3 separate regions of the Mus musculus genome follow, and all the other regions are linked to region 3. The links are chromatin contacts, called in public HiChIP or PLAC-seq and promoter capture Hi-C maps. All regions are on one chromosome and are shown on one strand. The core of a region is the stretch at or near the end of the contact, and the rest is flanking DNA. Distances in the headings are between cores, read along the strand shown.

Region 1 (3,230 bases), core at 118-2,617, 200 kb before region 3:
CTTGTTGCTATTTCTTGTTTCTTTGTGGGGTTTTGTTCTTTTTTTTTTTTTTTTGAGACAGTGTTTCTCTGTATCGCCTGGCTGTCCTGGAACTCACTTTGTAGACCAGGCTGGCCTCGAACTCAGAAATCCGCCTGCCTCTGCCTCCCCAGTGCTGGGATTAAAGGCGTGCGCCACCACGCCCAGCTTCTTTTTTATTTTTTGAGACAGGATCTCACCCTGCATTCCCCGATGCTCCTGCCTCAGTTTCCCTCCCGAGATTTCACATTATAAGCATACACCACCACACTCAACAATAACTCATATTTTCGATGAACACTCTGCCTACTACACAGCATTTGTCTATAACAACTGTTCCAAACCAGTTGAAGCTCTGTATTAAAAGCTCTTCCATGTCTCTGTGCATGTGAACAGAATATTTATTGAATATATCTACATATTTTTTAACAGTCTGCCATCTCTTGATGAGTGAGAATTCCCGACAGGAGCTCAGGGCTAGCGTGAGAGGAAGTTCGTGAAAAGGACAATGTCAGCAGTAACAGAAAGATGCGGGATACGAGGAATAGGCAATGGGAACAGTAAGCCCACTGCTTGAGTTATTTAAAACCACTGGGGCAGGAGCCGATGACCAGATAAGTATCTCTCTCCTCGGTCTGGCTTTTGTTCTGTTTTTTTGTTTTTCTAAAGGAACTGCCCCCACCCCCATCTACACAATACGAAACACACTCTTCTCAGCACGTAAAAGTGGGGAGGTTCCTGGTTTTGCTGCAAGGGCAGACTTTGCCCTGCCTTGTTGACCAGTGGTCACAATAGGGCCTTTCATTGCAAGACCACATGGTCCCCTGCAACGTGACCTGGGAGCTGGCAAACACTCCAGGGCAGCACAAAGGAGCGGAACTTGTGTTTGTGCAGAGTGTTCAGGCAGTCGGCAGGGTCTGGGGTTCCTTCTCCCTCCCGTGTGCTCAGCAGCTCAGTGCCTCTCTTACCCTGCCCTGCCCTGCCCTGTCCCTCTGCAGCTGACAGTGGCTGGCCAGTGCTAGGCCCACTCCTTGGGCAGAAGGAGCCCCTGTAAGGTCCACCTGGGGTAACCTGCACCATGTATATGTAAAATAGAGCTGACCCCACCATGCACACGGTGGTTTTTTAACTTCTTTTTTAACTTGTATATTTGTTGAAAGAATTCACTTAGGCAAAGTCTGAAAGAGGAAGGTTGTGAAACTGGGTCAGGAGGAGGCGTCTGATGATAAAACACACTTTCTGTTCAGCGATGAGGGACGGATTCCAAACATATATAGCAGACCGTACACTGACCCTGTGGCAGGTGAAGGAGCCTTCAGACTCTGTGAGCTTTTTGACCCTGGGAAAAAAGCTTCACTGGGGTGAGACATGCGGGAGCAGGCACAGCTGGCTGACAGGTCTTCTGCCCGTTGATAGGTCCCTGCCTCGTCACGTGGACAGGAAAATGATAGCGACTTCTTTAGGCTGGAGAGATGGCTTGAAAGGGTGGAGCATATTCCATTCTAGCAGAAGACTTAAGTTCAGTTCCCAGGGCCCACTTCAGGCTGCTCACGCCCCTGTTAACCCAGCCCCAGGAGGCCTGATGCCCTCTTCTGGTCCTTGCAGGCACTTGTGCCTGCATACACACACACACACACACACACACACACACAACTTAATTTATTTATTTATTTATTTATTTATTTATTTATTTATTTATTTTAGTACATATAAAAGAAAGAGCCCACCGGTGGCTATGGAGATGCTCAGCAGTGAAGTCCACTGACTGCTCTTTCAGACAGCCTAGGTTCAGTTCCCAGCGCCCACATGGTACCCCACAACCATCTGTAATTCCAGTTCCATGGAATCTGATAGCCTCTTCTGACCTCTGCAGGTACCAAGCACACACATGGTGCACACACATACATGGGGCAAAACATCCGTATGCAACAATTTTTTAGAAAGAAAGCTCAAAACTAATGTTCTTCGAAGCCATGACTAATTCCTGTGTTCAAATGAGTTGGGGGAGGGGGCAACTGAAATGGTGTCTTTGTTTAAAAAGGGGTTCTACTGTATAGCTCAGGCTAGCCTCAGACTAATAGTGTTTCTCACTCAACAGCTTCCTGTGTGCCACCACAACGAGAGGAAAATTAAAATTTCAGGAGTTTATTGAGCATCTAATTGTGGAGACTGGTATGCTCTGTTATCATGTTATTACAGACTAGTCACCAAGGAGATATAAAAAACTATAACAAATTTTGATAACAGAAAGAAGTTGACATTGTTTTTTAACTCATGAGTGTCTACCAGACCTTCTGCACACAGTAATGTTCAGTGTTGGTAACAGTGAAGGGGGGACACATGCATCCATCTCCCAGAACACGGGATAAGGACCCATGACAACGAGAGCCAGCGTTCAAACCTGAGATATGCATAGCACATCATCTGCAGCACAGAGGGCAGCAAGGAGCGATGATGTATGTGGGCGGTGGGGTGTAACTAAGGGTAGGTAGGACTGCATGGACATTCTGTCTCCAGGATGAAGATAGATGGGGGGGGGGAGGAGAGAGAGAGGGGGAGAAGGGAAGAAGAGGGGAGAGAGAGGAGAGAAGGAGAGAAGGAGAGAGGAGGGAGAGGAGGGAGAGGAGAGAGAGAGAGAGAGAGAGAGAGAGAGAGAGAGAGAGAGAGAGAGAGAGGGAGAGGGAGAGGGAGAGGGAGAGGGAGAAGGAGAGAGAGAGAGAATAATTCCTGTTCCAGGTGAACAGAGTAAAGAGATGGGGTTGATACCAAGCATCCGTGTGGCACCGTGGTGTGTGTGCCGCGAGGGATGCCTTCCTTTCTCTCTGACTCTCCTGGCAACAGTTAAATAATATTAATGATAATATGCAGTACTGCACAGACCCGCCTGTTGGCCAGGTGCACCCTGGCTGGCAAACGGAAGTGCATGCCAATCTCTGTTTCCTGTTAGGCAAAGGGAAACAGCATTAGGGTCTGCAACTGGAGAGGAACACAAGGCAAATAGGAAGACATTTACAAGTCAGGGTTCTGTGAGAAGAGAGAAACGTTTTTAAACAGCTTTAAAAACAGAAATTAAGCAACTAACAAAACCGCAATAGTCCACAAGACAGATGGTGGGAGAGGTTAAATGTGTGCAGGAAAGAGTCCTGGTGAAAAAGGGTTTCCCTCAACGTGTTGCTACTGTTACCATTCTTCAGAGTGTCTAAAAGTGCCAG
Region 2 (2,908 bases), core at 359-2,858, 180 kb before region 3:
AATGCAATCAGTAAGATATAACCACATCCTGCAACTTCTCACTTTCAATAGTAAGTGGTGACTAGAAAACCAATCCTTCAGCCAGAGTCAGAAGCCAGGGACACTGGGGCCCTACCAACAAGCAAGCAGGTAAGGCTGACAGGACACACTAGTAGTAAGGGCCTAATGCTTCAGGTAATAGATCAGGTGTGAACAGCTTTTAGCTAAGACCCTGTGCTAAAACAACTTTTAAAATGACATTTTCTTTTTCAACAGGAAGAAAAATCTGCACTCGCACCCCCACCCTGTGTGTGTGTGTGTTCTGTTCTGTTTGGAAGCCAGGGTCTTTTTTGTTTGTTTGTTTTTGTTTTGCAAGACAGGGTTTCTCTGTGTAGCCCTAGCTGTCCTGGAACTCACTTTGTAGACCAGGCTGTCCTCAAACTCAGAAATCTGCCTGCCTCTGCCTCCCAAGTGCTGGGATCAGAGGCATGTGCCACCGTGCCCAGCGGGAAGCCAGGGTCTTTGTACCCCATGTTGGCCTAGAACTCACTCCGTGGGCCATGCTGGCTCAGCAATCCCTCTGCCTCAGCCTCTCAGTGCTGAGGTCCCAGGTGTGAGACACCATGCTCCTCTTTCTGAAGTGTACACCACAGCTTATACTCAAACAGCCCCAACCCCACACAGGGAAACTACTACACAAGGCAGAGTCCTCACACAACAGTTCAGTGTGCTGCTGAATAAACAAGGCAAAAGTAACCCAGGCTTGAATACAAGAAAACAAGAGTGTTTATGATAAAACAAACCTAAAGGCATTTTATTCCTGGTAAACCCTAGAATCGGAAGCTGTGTGGTACAGATGTAATTCCCTTGTCTAGTGTCATCACAACTTTAGTATGGCTTACAATCGCCTTTACCGCTCCCCATGTCTATGTGTCTACTGACAATTTCCTCCTCCTGAGAGCAAATCTTCTCAAGTGTTCTTGATTATGTTCAAGTAAGACACTTTGCTTATGTCATGTCTTTCTTACCCAATGTGGCCAATATGGGTAACATTTCTGTAAGGAGCCTCAGGCCTCCCTCCTTTCTCTCCTTGGGGTTATGATAAACAAGTCATGATACAAAATATCTCACAAGTATATGAAATATGACTAGAGATCATCCTTTCATTTAATGCTAGAAATACAACATCTAATTTTTTTACCCGAGAGAGTTTCTCTGTATAGCCCTGGCTGTCCTCGAACTCAGAAATTCACCTGCCTCTGTCTCCCAAGAGCTGGGGTTAAAGGTGTGTGCCACCATGCCCGGCTCGCAACATCTAATTTTTATAGAAGACTCTGGAGCTAAGAACTATTCAATTCTAAAAGAATTTGTTAAAAGTCAATTTCCCATTTCATAAAATATATTCGCATCAAAAAGGAGAAAATTCTGGGGTGAACCTGATAATCCGACGGCATAACGGGCCCGCCTGAGTTTGCACCGGAAGGCCCAATCCGGGGCTTCTTGTTTGGAGGCACCTGATTCAGCCCGGGGTCCTGGCTGTGCTGCAGCCCCGCTCCAGCGCCCCCGCCTCCCGCAGTGGCTCCCCCAGCAGTTCCATTGGTTTGGGCACTGCTCTGCTGTGGTGGAGGAGCCTGTGGGGGGGCTGCTGTCTGCTGTGCGGGGGCTGCAGGTTGCTGATGTGGGTTCTGCTGCTGTGGCTGGTTCTTTTAAGGAGAAGAAAGATTGAAAATTTTACTGTGACGCCAAACGGGAAGTTCCTTTCAATGCTCGATATGCACATGTGATTGGTGACACACCTGGGGTACACAGCCTGGTTGCACAGGTATGACCAGGGATACACACCTGGGGTACACAGCCTGGTTGCACATGTGTGACCAGGGATATACACCTGGGGTACACAGCCTGGTTGCACAGGTGTGATTGGTGACACACCTGGGGTACACAGCCTGGTTGCACACGTGTGACTGGAATGACCGAGACGGGTAAACACCAAAACACAGCATTCCCAAAGCATAACACAGCAATCCCGGGACAATAATACTCCCTGGAGTTCACTGAAACTGTGCAACATCTTCAAATTAAACAGTTATCGGGAGTTGGAGGGTGGGAGGGGTGCTGTAAGGCACACAGGGCAATATCTCACCCTCCTAAAGCAACCAAAAGCCCTTCCAGTCAGGACTCTGGAAAGGAATGATGGGGAGTGGCTAAGATTCTCTTAACATAAAGGACTGGGGGACAGTGGAGTGGGAGGGAGAAGTACAGCAGGGTGGGGCTGGCACTGCCTTAACAAAATGAGGAACAACTGGCACTAGAATGGGCGACTAAAACAAAACAGGAAGCTCAGTTTAAACCTCAATACATGCTTCAAGTGTACACCCAGTTATCTTTCTGCCGCTCTTGCTTCCTGAAAGCCAGTGTTGCATGAAGAAGCTTGTACCTTGTCACCTTTCTCTTCTGGTTCATCTTCATTAAGGAATTCTCTTTTGGGGTACGGAATCTGGCAGCCAGCGAACACACTAAAACCATTTAAAGAAGTTCATATCAGTACCTGAAGTCTGTAATTCCATCATCTTACTTTAAAAGTTTCCTTTTTCTTTCTTAACTTACATCCTCTTCCTTACTGTGGCTGGTGTTTGCTGGACACTTTCCAACCATTATATTAAGCAATAAGGAAGGAGCAAGGCACCCTTTGCCTTTCCTGCTGACTGCCACTTTCAATGTCAAGATAGGACTGCTGCTAGCGAGCTGTGTGAGACACAGAACTCTGTCCACACTGCTTCCTCAGCACCAATCTAAACTGTTTGTATCTGCTTCAACATGAAAATTCATTTCTCCTGCAGAAAAACAAGTGCATTTCTAATATACAGAGCCTGAGTGCACGCCTGGCGAGGTGAGAAGGGAGAGGGTTGCAGGTGTCACCAGCTCCATC
Region 3 (3,009 bases), core at 321-2,820:
TTACTATTATAATAGACTAAGTAGCATTTATTAAATTTTGTCCTTATCCCTAGTTTGAGTTGGATGCTTTTAAAAACATGGCAAAAGCAATATACGTATCTACCTCATCACACGGGTTCTTTCTCAACAAATTTCATAGAGACATGTGAATCCATGCTCTTGTAAGACAAGAGCTCGTCTTCAGGGTATGTATGAATCAAATTTCAACAGTTGCAGTGGATTTCTCTAGGGATAATAGGAGACGGTCCCTTTGTCTTGTGACTATAATCATTTTTAATTTTATGAGCTTGGTGACTTTCCCCCAGTGTTTCCAAGTAACTAATAACTTTGTTAACATCTTTTGCTTCTTAAGATTAAAAAAAAAAAAAGAAAGAAAGAAAGTGGCCTTGTCCCAGCTCCCTCCCCCAGGCTGGTGTGAGTGTGCAAGTATGTGTGCAGAGCTTGTGTTTCATACTGCAAATATAAATAAAGGAAGATAGCAGAAGAAAAAAAAAACAAAACAAAATCCTACTTGGATTTGACCCCTAATTTATACTTTAGATTATCATTAGTGAAAACTCTTTGCTACCCATTTACATTATTATTATATACTCGCGAAGATCCTTTTTAGGCATTTAGGCAATTTTAGGCAAATTTGTAAATTTGCGTGGTACTGGTGGTTGTGAGGAATACTTTCAATTAGTTCACCCCTTTAAGAATAGCCTAAGAAAAATATCAAATAACCTCGTATTATACTTAATAAAGCTAGTTCCTAGGAAGTTTTGCAAACTAAATATCCACCAGTTGACCTAATGGAGTACGGGTTGATAGGTGTCTGCTGGAAGGCGGCCAACTCCTAAGCTAGGCTAGGCACACGGTGGGGGGTAGATAGCGCCGGAGCCCTCCAAGGCTGGGCGCCACGTTGCTTTTCTCTTTTCTCTTTTGAAATAGGAAGACGACGCTTCTGGCTATTGTGTAAACCCGTGGAGAACTGCCTTCATTCCCACATCAGATAAAGCACAAGCAGAATTAAAGCGCATTCCAATCCGACCCCGGGCCACACGTACGTCACTGACAATTTTATTGCCTAGGCTGCGTTCGTCTCGTGGAAACACGTGAAAAAATGGTTTAAAAAAATTTTTTTTAAAAAGCCAAAAACCACCTCGGCTTGAAACGAGAAACCGCACAGGATCAAAGCACTACGCCAACCCAGCAGTGGCCACCGCCCCCGCCGAGCCCCGCGACACCCCTCCAGACTCCCTCCTGTTTTCTGCTAACCAGCTGTGTGCAGCGTGGGACAGCCTCGCCTGTCTCCCGCTCTCCCCACCAGCTCCACAAGTAATCCCAGATTCCCAAGTCCCCAGCCGGACAACAGAGCGGTCTCCCGCTCAAGGGACAGCGGCAGCTCCATCTGCAACCAAGCTGGTAGTCCCCTGCACTCCCCGTGGGCCCACCGCCAGCCAGCCGGCGTTCGGCGACGTTTGACTGACACGAAGCGGTCCCTATGAGGCCCTGAGGGCGGGGCGATGGCGTCACTTCCTGGCCTGTCGGGGAGGATGCTTATATAAGGTCTGCGCTCACGCAGAACCCTCGCTTACACAGTATGGCCGGCGACATTAGCTAGCGCTCGCTCAACTCTCCTAACGGGAAAGCAGCGGACTACAAGAGACTGAACTGTATCTGCCTCTATTTCCAACAGACTCACGTTCAACTTTCGCTCACGAAAATAGCCGGGAAAATTTTATTAGTCCTTTTTTTAAAAAAAAGTTAATATAAAATTATAGCAAAAAAAAAAAAAAAAGGAACCTGAACTTTAGTAACACAGCTGGAACAATCCGCAGCGGCGGCAGGAGCGGCGGGAGAAGAGATTTAATTTAGTTGATTTTCTGTGGTTGTTGGTTGTTCGCTAGTCTCACGGTGATGGAAGCTGCACATTTTTTCGAAGGGACGGAGAAACTGCTGGAGGTCTGGTTTTCCAGACAGCAGTCCGACGCAAGCCAGGGATCTGGGGATCTTCGTACCATCCCAAGGTGGGTGCCTGGGCCTGAGGGCGGCTCGCCGCCGACTGCGAGGCACGAGTCGCGGCCTCAGGTGGGGCCAGGTCGGCGGGCGGGAACTGGCTTCTCCCGCCGCCGTTGCGGGGCCGCCTGCGCCGCCTGGGGGAGGGGAGGAGGCCGGCGCGGCCGCGTGCTCAGGTAACGTCCCCGGCGGACGGCGGGGCTGGGCTGACGGGCTCCGGCGGGGGGCACGCGGCCCTCCGGCAGGTGTGGCTGGGTGAGGGGCGGGCGGAGCACGAGCTGGGTGGGCCTGGGCCGCGGGGCGACCAGCAGGCCTCCCGCCGCGGGGTAGGCGGCCGCGCGTGGCGCTCGCTCGGGCGGCGGGATTGGGCGGGAGCGGCCGTGTCGCAGTGCCGGGCCCCGCCGACGCCCGGACGTGCCCTGCAGCAGAGCGGGGCGCCTCGGGACCCTCCGCGGGCTTTGCCCGGGAGGCTCCTGACCTTGGGCTGTGTAACCTGTTACGGAGGCGAAGTCCGGGAGAGCGCAGCGGGGTGCTGGAGGGTTTGCCTGCTTCCCGGGGTACAAGCCTGTCAGCCCGAAGATCTATTTTACTTAATGCCTTAAGCTGGAGCAAAGGAGACCTGCGGGCCCCCTGCTCACACCCGACACGGGAGGTGGTGCGGAGAGTTGCTAGTGACCTCGCTGGGAGAGTCGAGCATTGAAGCGCGGATGACACTGAGGATGCATGGACCCGGCGGCGGTGACACCAGCCTCCCGCTTTGGTGGCCGGTACCCGGGCTCCGCCGTGCTCCGAAGCGCACTAATGGGACTAGAGTGGCGGAGGAACCGGCGTGGTCCGGTTCATTGAGAGGCGGACCAATGAGCTCCTGGGCCCCTCCGGAGCCTGGCCCCAGGGTGTGGACCAATGGGCGTTTTAGGAATGTTGGCTGCGCGGTGCAACCGTCCTCTGACAAAAAGCGAGAAGAGAATCCCAGCGGCCACGTGCTGCCGAGACTTTAAGGCACACTGGGAA

What was found. Promoter capture Hi-C pulls out the DNA fragments that hold promoters and counts their contacts. HiChIP or PLAC-seq counts read pairs in DNA pulled down with a chosen protein or histone mark.
Region 1: a promoter capture Hi-C map of liver shows a contact between it and region 3. The contact joins the enhancer-like site here to the promoter of Amd1 in region 3. A contact is called at or near these places in 10 of 39 promoter capture datasets (the 3T3-L1 cell line, the C10 cell line, the HPC-7 cell line and 6 more), 1 of 15 datasets of contacts at CTCF or cohesin (the NIH/3T3 cell line), 3 of 484 Hi-C or Micro-C datasets (bone marrow-derived macrophages, granulocyte-monocyte progenitors and hemogenic endothelial cells), 15 of 115 datasets of contacts at active chromatin or transcription factors (the 230-238 cell line, the SCID.adh cell line, T-cell acute lymphoblastic leukemia and 11 more) and 2 of 9 other capture datasets (adipose tissue and liver).
Region 2: an H3K4me3 HiChIP or PLAC-seq map of bone marrow-derived macrophages shows a contact between it and region 3, with 4 times the contacts expected there. The contact joins the enhancer-like site here to the promoter of Amd1 in region 3. A contact is called at or near these places in 11 of 39 promoter capture datasets (the 3T3-L1 cell line, the C10 cell line, the HPC-7 cell line and 6 more), 3 of 484 Hi-C or Micro-C datasets (bone marrow-derived macrophages, nephron progenitors and rod photoreceptor), 10 of 115 datasets of contacts at active chromatin or transcription factors (the 230-238 cell line, the SCID.adh cell line, bone marrow-derived macrophages and 6 more) and 2 of 9 other capture datasets (adipose tissue and liver).

What each region holds. Positions count from the first base shown.
Region 1 is chr10:40,497,623-40,500,852 of GRCm38.p6, reverse strand. No RefSeq gene overlaps it. Among named protein-coding and RNA genes, the nearest start is that of Gm32234, 45 kb to the right of the region's middle. Within about 2 kb of position 1,367, at least 162 of the 459 cell types and tissues checked have an H3K27ac peak or open chromatin away from gene starts, as enhancers often do. A contact at or near this core is called in the HPC-7 cell line, the SCID.adh cell line, adipose tissue and 6 more, where this site is marked.
Region 2 is chr10:40,476,476-40,479,383 of GRCm38.p6, reverse strand. Cdk19 (cyclin-dependent kinase 19) reads right to left here. Exons shown (of 13, transcript NM_001168304.1): 11 at 2,417-2,495; 12 at 1,416-1,682. Among named protein-coding and RNA genes, the nearest start is that of Gm32234, 24 kb to the right of the region's middle. Within about 2 kb of position 1,608, at least 136 of the 459 cell types and tissues checked have an H3K27ac peak or open chromatin away from gene starts, as enhancers often do. A contact at or near this core is called in the 230-238 cell line, the HPC-7 cell line, adipose tissue and 3 more, where this site is marked.
Region 3 is chr10:40,300,749-40,303,757 of GRCm38.p6, reverse strand. Amd1 (S-adenosylmethionine decarboxylase 1) reads left to right here and starts at 1,570. Exons shown (of 8, transcript NM_009665.5): 1 at 1,570-2,009. The coding sequence starts at 1,900.